Linked DNA regions of Zea mays: region 1 is linked to region 2. Evidence: chromatin contacts called from public Hi-C data. All regions are on one chromosome and are shown on one strand. The core of a region is the stretch at or near the end of the contact, and the rest is flanking DNA. Distances in the headings are between cores, read along the strand shown.

Region 1 (3,531 bases), core at 953-3,452, 300 kb before region 2:
ACGGGGCCATGTCTCTTGTATCTCCTCTGCCGGGGAGAACTCCAGCCAAAACTACGGGGAAAAGCTTCTGAAGAAAAAAAACAAAAAAACTCTGGCGCAAAAATATAACGGAGACGAGCGCAAATCGGTCGAATCCGTCAGTCTCCTCTACAGAAACGGCACGGCCTTGAGGACGAATCCGTCAGTCTCCTCTACAGAAACCGCACGGCCGTATGTGGAGGAATCCGGAATACTTGACCCCGAACCCGTCCCTGCAACCACAAGAGCAGATTTTTTTTTGTCAAAACCCATGGAAGGAGCAGCCACGAACTCCCCAGATCTGGACGAACAGGGCCACAAAACCCGGTCAAAAACCTCCCAGATCGGCGAAAACACGGAGGAAAAAGAGAGCGGGGGGCACGGACCTGAGCATCGACGAGGATTTGTTCCATCCGTTGAGCCCCTTGCGCATAGATCGGCTGGAGCAGGCGAGGGAGCGGAGGAGGAGGAGGAGGAGGCCGGCGACGACGGGGGCGATGAGCGCTACGACGACCAGATCGGAGATGGGGCAAGAAGGCATATACGAGAGCTGGCTACTTGTTCTTTCTTCTCCTCCGACGCCGGCACCGTCCGTCGTCGTCGCCTCCGTCCCGGCCTCCCTGAACACTCGCTTAAACCCCGACCCAAAGCGGCGACAGGAGCAAAAGGGGCAGGCCACGCCCCTCGTCCGCCGATATTTAATAATCCCCCATTCTTCCCCATCCTGTACTGCCCGCCCCCTCCGCCGCACCACGCGAGACCTTTCGCGTCACGCACGCGTCCGGGATCCAGCTCCACACACTGCCGAAACGGCCCGAAGCTCGTCCGGACCCACGCGTCATTGGAGGATTATCTGCCTAACGGAAAGGGGGAGGAGAGGACGGCCGCGATGCGCTGGCGCTGGACGTACTATAGGATCTGCCAAGGCTGTTTGTTACGCACACAGTGATGACTCGTGGACCCAGGGGTGCCGCTGGCCCCCGCAGTCAGAGTATGGGACGTGCTGGTTCCCTGGTGAAGAACTGTTATGCACGCTCCTCAGGCTTTCACGTGGGGCCAATGTATTTGGTCCCCACCTGTCATCGAGACAGGGACGGAACGCTAGTGGTGGTGGTGGTGCGTTTTTGGTGGGGTTTATGCGATGTGAATGGGCGACGCGAGGACGGGACGGCCATGGAAATGATAAACCTTCGGCTACACGCGTCCAAGGAATGTTGTGCTGTTTCGTTGACAGTTGGGACCCACAAAAGTGACGGGCCTACTTCACTGCAGACCGAGCAATCACTTCCGGATCCAGCGCTAGGTTCCGACCCACCGTTGGTCGAGGGGAGGCGGATTGGGATCCTCTGGCTGAGATCCCACATTCCCGTGTGACCTGCTCTGCATTTACCAAGACCATCAGTTTTACGGGGGGTAAATGAATGGCTACTATATTATAGATAGAGGAAGTCTGGGCTGTATGGCAGGTAGCACCATTCCATCAGATGAGCTAAAGATACGCTCCACCATTCTCGAGAGCTAAAAAAAAGGAGCGATAAAACGGAACGGAATATTTCGTTTCCAAAAAAAAGGGCGAAAGCCAAACGAAAGGCCACGGATATTTGATGCCGCGGGTTTTTTTCGTAGGCGTCACACGCGACACGTGGACATGCTTGCGCTGCTATCTCGCCATTCGAACGCTTTCCGTTAGGTTGCGTTTGGTTTGGTTTTTTTGCTTTGGCTTTTGTTCTCTGAAAACCAAAAGTCAAACAAAGGGCTAAATTCAAGAAGCAGTTTTTTATAAAAGCTAACTTTCTCGCAGTGTAAAACTGAAAGCACCCTTAAATCTGCTTTTAGTGGCTTTTGGATAGAACTGTGAAAACATATATCGAAAAAATTTTAACGACTTTTAGTGGTTTACACTAAATGGTTGTTAGCTTTTTAACAGCTCACAGCATACCGCAGCATTTTTTTATAGCTTACAGTTTATAGCAATTTTTTTCACAGCCACATCCTAACCAAACAGACTCTTAGTCGACCGATCTCGTTCGTAGGTTGCGTTATGGAAAGCGCACGTGATGCGTCGTGGCAACGAAAAAATACAGCAGTCCTAGATTATAGCACGACCTCCATCTCCACCGGGCACGAGCTTTCGGAATCCAAGGACGGGAGCGCCTTGGCTCTGCGCCGTGCCTGGGGTTCACATGGCGAGTTCTTATTGCTCCGCTCGTACCACAGCACTTGCACTTGGGGAGGTGGTGGAGCTCGCGGCCGGACAGGACAGGGAAAAGGGCCGACGGACTTTTTTCCGCAACGCGACGTGGAAACAGCCAGGACGCCGTGCGTGGCCTTGGACGCTTTGCGCGGCGCGGTCTGGCACGCGGGTGCGCGCCCGTGCGGACGCGTCCCCCTCCCCGGCTCCCCCTGCGGCCGCCACGCCCCACGCAGGCAGACCCCGTCGGCGGTAGTGGTGAAAACGGACGGATATAGACGGATATTAGCTTATCCTGTATCTTACCCTAATATATTTAAAACGGATTCGGAATCGGATACGTATAGTTAGAAACAGGACGAATACGGATACAGGGACCGGATATTTATCCGGGCGGATAAGTGACGGATACGGATATTATTTGATCGGATATCGGATACTTGTCGGATAATGTATTAATTAGTTATGATAAAACGTTGACATCCTGTGGGTTTTATGGTTCCATTATTTTTTATGACTATATGTGGCCATATGTTGTACCTTCGTATAATTTCATAGATTTCTGAGGCTATTTGTACATTATTAATTTCTTTCTACATAGAATTATCAAAATATAATTAAAATTCATAAATACACTAGTTTTGACCCAAAATTGCAAAAAGCTTACCAAAACAAATAAACATTCTATTCAAATAAAACCTCAAGTCGTCACATAAAAATGATAAGTGAAATATTAATTATATTGAAACTTCGATACATAAAATGATTTCACGTGTAACTCACGTAATAAGTGGCAGTGGAATGGAAGAAACACCAACATCTTATGGATTTTATAGTCCAAATATTTTTTAAACTATATGTGGATATATATTGTGTCCCCGTAAAAATTCATGAATTTTTTAGGCTATTTGATGCATTATTAATTTCTTGTTGTAGAAAATCATCAAAATACAATTAAATTCATAAATATATTGTAGCATCGACCGAAAATTATAAATAAGTTACCAATATTAATAAGTAGTATATAAAAAGATAATCCTAAGTTCCCACATGGAGATAGTCTTAAGTCCTCACATGAAAATGATAAAGTAAATTATTTTGATATATATTTAGACATTATTTCAATGATTTTGGCCTAAAGATATGTTTAAACAAAAATATGTTGTACTACAAAGTTATAGATCTCTTTGAGCTCTACAATTTTCATATAAACTTTATCATCCGATTTCATATATAAAAGTTATGATTTTATAACTATATTATTATGCAGAAAAAGAAAAAACGGGTACCCGTATCCGACCCGAATATCCGGGTATTTACCG
Region 2 (3,439 bases), core at 461-2,960:
CCGATCCCGAGTCCGAGCCCTGGGTCGGGTGAGGCGGAGTTCGTCGTCTTCCGGGGCCGAGCCCGAGTCCGAGCCCTGGGTCGGGCGAGGCGGAGTTCGTCGTCTTTCAGGACCGAGCCCGAGTCTGAGCCCTGGGTCGGGCGAGGCGGAGTTTCCTATGGCGCCCGAGGCTGGACTTGGCTGCTGTCAGCCTCACTCTGTCGAGCGGCACAGCAGTCGGAGTGACGCAGGCGGCGCTGTCTTCTTGTCAGGCCGGTCAGTGGAGCGGTGAAGTGACTGCGGTCACTTTCGACTCCGTCGACTGAAGGGCGCATGACAGGATAGGATGTGAGGTCATCCTTGCATTAAATGCTCCTGCGATTTGGTCGGTCGGTGTGGCGATCTGGCCAAGGTTGCTTCTTGGCGAAGACTGGGCCTCGGGCGAGACGTGAACCTTCCGGGGTCGGCTGCCTTTGCCCGAGGCTGGGCTCGGGCGAGGCGAGGTCGTGTCCCTTGAGTGGACCGAGCCTTGGCTTAATCGCACCCATCAGGCCTTTGCAGCTTAGTGCTGATGGGGGTTACCAGCTGAGATTTAGGAGTCTTGGGGGTACCCCTAATTATGGTCCCCGACAAGCACGTGCTGATAACGTGTTGAAGTATACTCAGTGGTAAAGAGACTGAGAGAGAGACAAATGACAGAACTGTTGTTTATTGCAGAGAGAGTAGTCCTTATATACATGTGACAGGGGTCATCCCCAAGGGATGTATTCCTTGGGGATGTGTTCGTCGAGCCCCTTGAATTGGTCACTATATCACATATAACTTTGTAATATGTTATTTTGTAACATTCTTCACTCGTATCGTACTCCATGTGCTGAGACACTTGCATGCAGCCATTGAGTACGTGCTCAGCTCACACCGTCACACGTGCTGGGATTACAGCTCCAGCCTCCGATGCTCCCACGTAGTATCTTATCCTGAGCCGACCTTGTTTACGAGCCGGCGCGCTTCTTCTAGACTTCTAGTACGTACGTATACTTGTTAACGAGCGGTTCACGATGTCGGCGTGCGATCCCACACGCCCACCTTCCCCAAGCCGCCGGCGTTTCCACGTGATCGCAGGCAGGAGCACGCGCGGCCCCATGTTCCACGCTCGGCCCGTGAGCTACCCGAACGTGACGTGCTGCCATCAGAAGCTGCTGCTGCGCCGTGGAAACGAGACGCGCCGGATTCCGCCCGGCCACTGGTGGCCATGGAGGCGACACGGCGGTCGCTCTTGCAAATAAATGGCGCGCGCGGCGCAAGAAAATGGAACGTGAGGTGCCTCGTACATAATGTACTAGGGGAAAAAAAATCTGCCGTTAAACTTTACTCCGCGACGACAGCGATGCGTGACAACCAGTTTTAGCAGTCACGTCCATCCACACCAGTTTCCATCACGTTCCGCGACTCGCCCCGTCGGCCAAGCCTAGGTGCGCTGCACGTGAAATGAAACTGGTCGCGCCGACCGGCCGGCCGCGCAGGCGACTGCGGCCGCTGGCCTGGCCTCGACCACTGGGGCAGGTCACGAGTCACACACCTCAGAACTCACCAGGCCGCGCGCACTTGACGCGCCGCGCTCCGCTCCTGCTCCTGCGGAGCCCAAGCCTGTCGCGAACCCACCCCCCGCCTTCCACTCCTACAAAAGGCCGCGCGCCCAAACGCCTCGGAGCTCCACTCATCACACCGCACGAGGCCACGACACACTCTCATCACACGCACGGACCCTACCCCGTCCCCGCCCGCCTCGGAGGCCGGGGCAAAACACCGCCAGGCAGCCCAGCCCCAGCCAGCCATGAAGCGAACCAGAGCGCAGCAGTCCAAGGCGGAGGAGCCGCAGGACCCCTCCGCCGCCGCCGCGGCCAACCCAAACCCAAACCCCAAGCCGCAGCAGCGCCGGGCCAAGCAGCCGAGGCAGCCCAAGGCAGGCGCCAGGGCGAGGCCCGCCGCGGCAAATGCCGCGCCTTCTTCGCCCGGGCCGGAGACGGCGCCGGCCGTGCCGGACGCGCGCGCCGTGGACTGCTGGGACCTCGACGCCGGGCTGAGCGCGGCGGCGGCCTGGTGGACGTGGGGCGTCGACGAGGACAAGCTGCTCGGCTGGTTCCCCTTCGTGGAGGAGGACTTCCGGTGCGCCGGCGCCGGCGCCCGCTCCTGCGAGGCCGAGGCCGAGGCGGCTGCGTTCGACCACGACATTTGGAGCATCTGGTGAACCGAGCCGGTGGCGGTGCTTTTCTGTTGCGCTGTTCTTGCTCTCTGCCGACGGTAGTGTCTTGGTACAAGAGCGCGCGGGAGGATGTGTAGTAGGCGAGGTAGCTAGTCGACTGGTAGATGCGATGGTGTGTGCATGTCGGCGTTGGTCCAACTCCATTGATCGCGCACACTGTCTCTGTCTCCCGGGCCGGGCAGACGTGCTTGGTTCTGTGCCTGAACAACGGCGGCAATTTCCATCCGAGCACGTCAGCACCAAAACTCGTGTGTTGATTTGACATTTTAGGCAGGCATTGTGTGCTACGGGATTGCAATTCGCAGTTCACCCAAGCTGGGCATGTGATCAACACGTTGGAGGTCGAAATGTTCATGTCGGGTTTCTTGGTGGAATATGCAACTGCCCAGATATTGGGAGTGGAATTTGCATATTCTGCGGCTATACATTTCATTTTTAAACTAGAATTAAATTAGCGGCGTTTGTTTAAGATTATAATCTATCTAGATTATATAATATAATTTATTTTGAACTAACATTAAATTTAAAATAAGTTAGATTATACAACGAGTACATATTATAGTCTTAAACAAACACAACGAGTACACATTATAGTCCTAAACAAACACCACATAATTAAGGTTTCTAGATTATTTTGAAGAAACTTTTGGACCTTATCGATTCCCAAAATTTAAATATATAATTTTTGGATCCTGAATAGACCAAATCGGATACAGATCGATCTGTTTGGTTTATAGGTAGAGACCTTATCGATCCTCCCTATTACCAATACTCCCAAACAAGCTTTTAATGTCGGTGATAAGATCTCCGTTCCATGGGGCATATCTTTCAACGAACACGTTGTGAAAAGGTATGTGCCTATTGCGGTCCGTTGGTCAGCTGGAGGAGAAAGAAGATGTCTACACCGTTGAAGGAAACCGCCTCTGTATGCGGCATTGAGCCTGGGGTCAGGCATGACGAAACTAGACAAGGGGGTCAGGCGTACCGAAGGGAAACCACTCAAGTGGATTCCACGTCCGGCTCCAGACTAATCCGCCATAAGTGATCGATCACATTAACTACGCCTCTCTGAGCCACGGCAGAGGCGCCGATTCGCCTCACACTCCTAGCCTACGAGCCTCTCGAGCTGCAGCGCACTCATAACCTACAACCTCCTCGGTCTGCGACGCATTTTTGGCCCTCGTGCCTCCTAGTCTG

The links. A called contact is a pair of places that touch in the nucleus more often than the background predicts.
Region 1: a Hi-C map of tassel shows a contact between it and region 2, with 4 times the contacts expected there. The contact joins the promoter of LOC109941689 here to the promoter of LOC107546754 in region 2. A contact is called at or near these places in 2 of 25 Hi-C or Micro-C datasets (ear and tassel).

Annotation. Positions count from the first base shown.
Region 1 is chr8:12,559,235-12,562,765 of Zm-B73-REFERENCE-NAM-5.0, reverse strand. It overlaps LOC109941689 (50S ribosomal protein L29, chloroplastic), which reads left to right and starts at 2,202. Exons shown (of 3, transcript XM_020542892.3): 1 at 2,202-2,445. The coding sequence starts at 2,202. It overlaps LOC100281327 (pathogenesis-related transcriptional activator PTI6), which reads right to left and starts at 686. Exons shown (of 2, transcript NM_001154245.2): 1 at 405-686; 2 at 1-251. The coding sequence starts at 10.
Region 2 is chr8:12,260,123-12,263,561 of Zm-B73-REFERENCE-NAM-5.0, reverse strand. LOC107546754 reads left to right here and starts at 1,710. Exons shown (of 1, transcript NM_001322459.1): 1 at 1,710-2,556. The coding sequence starts at 1,814. The coding sequence ends at 2,227.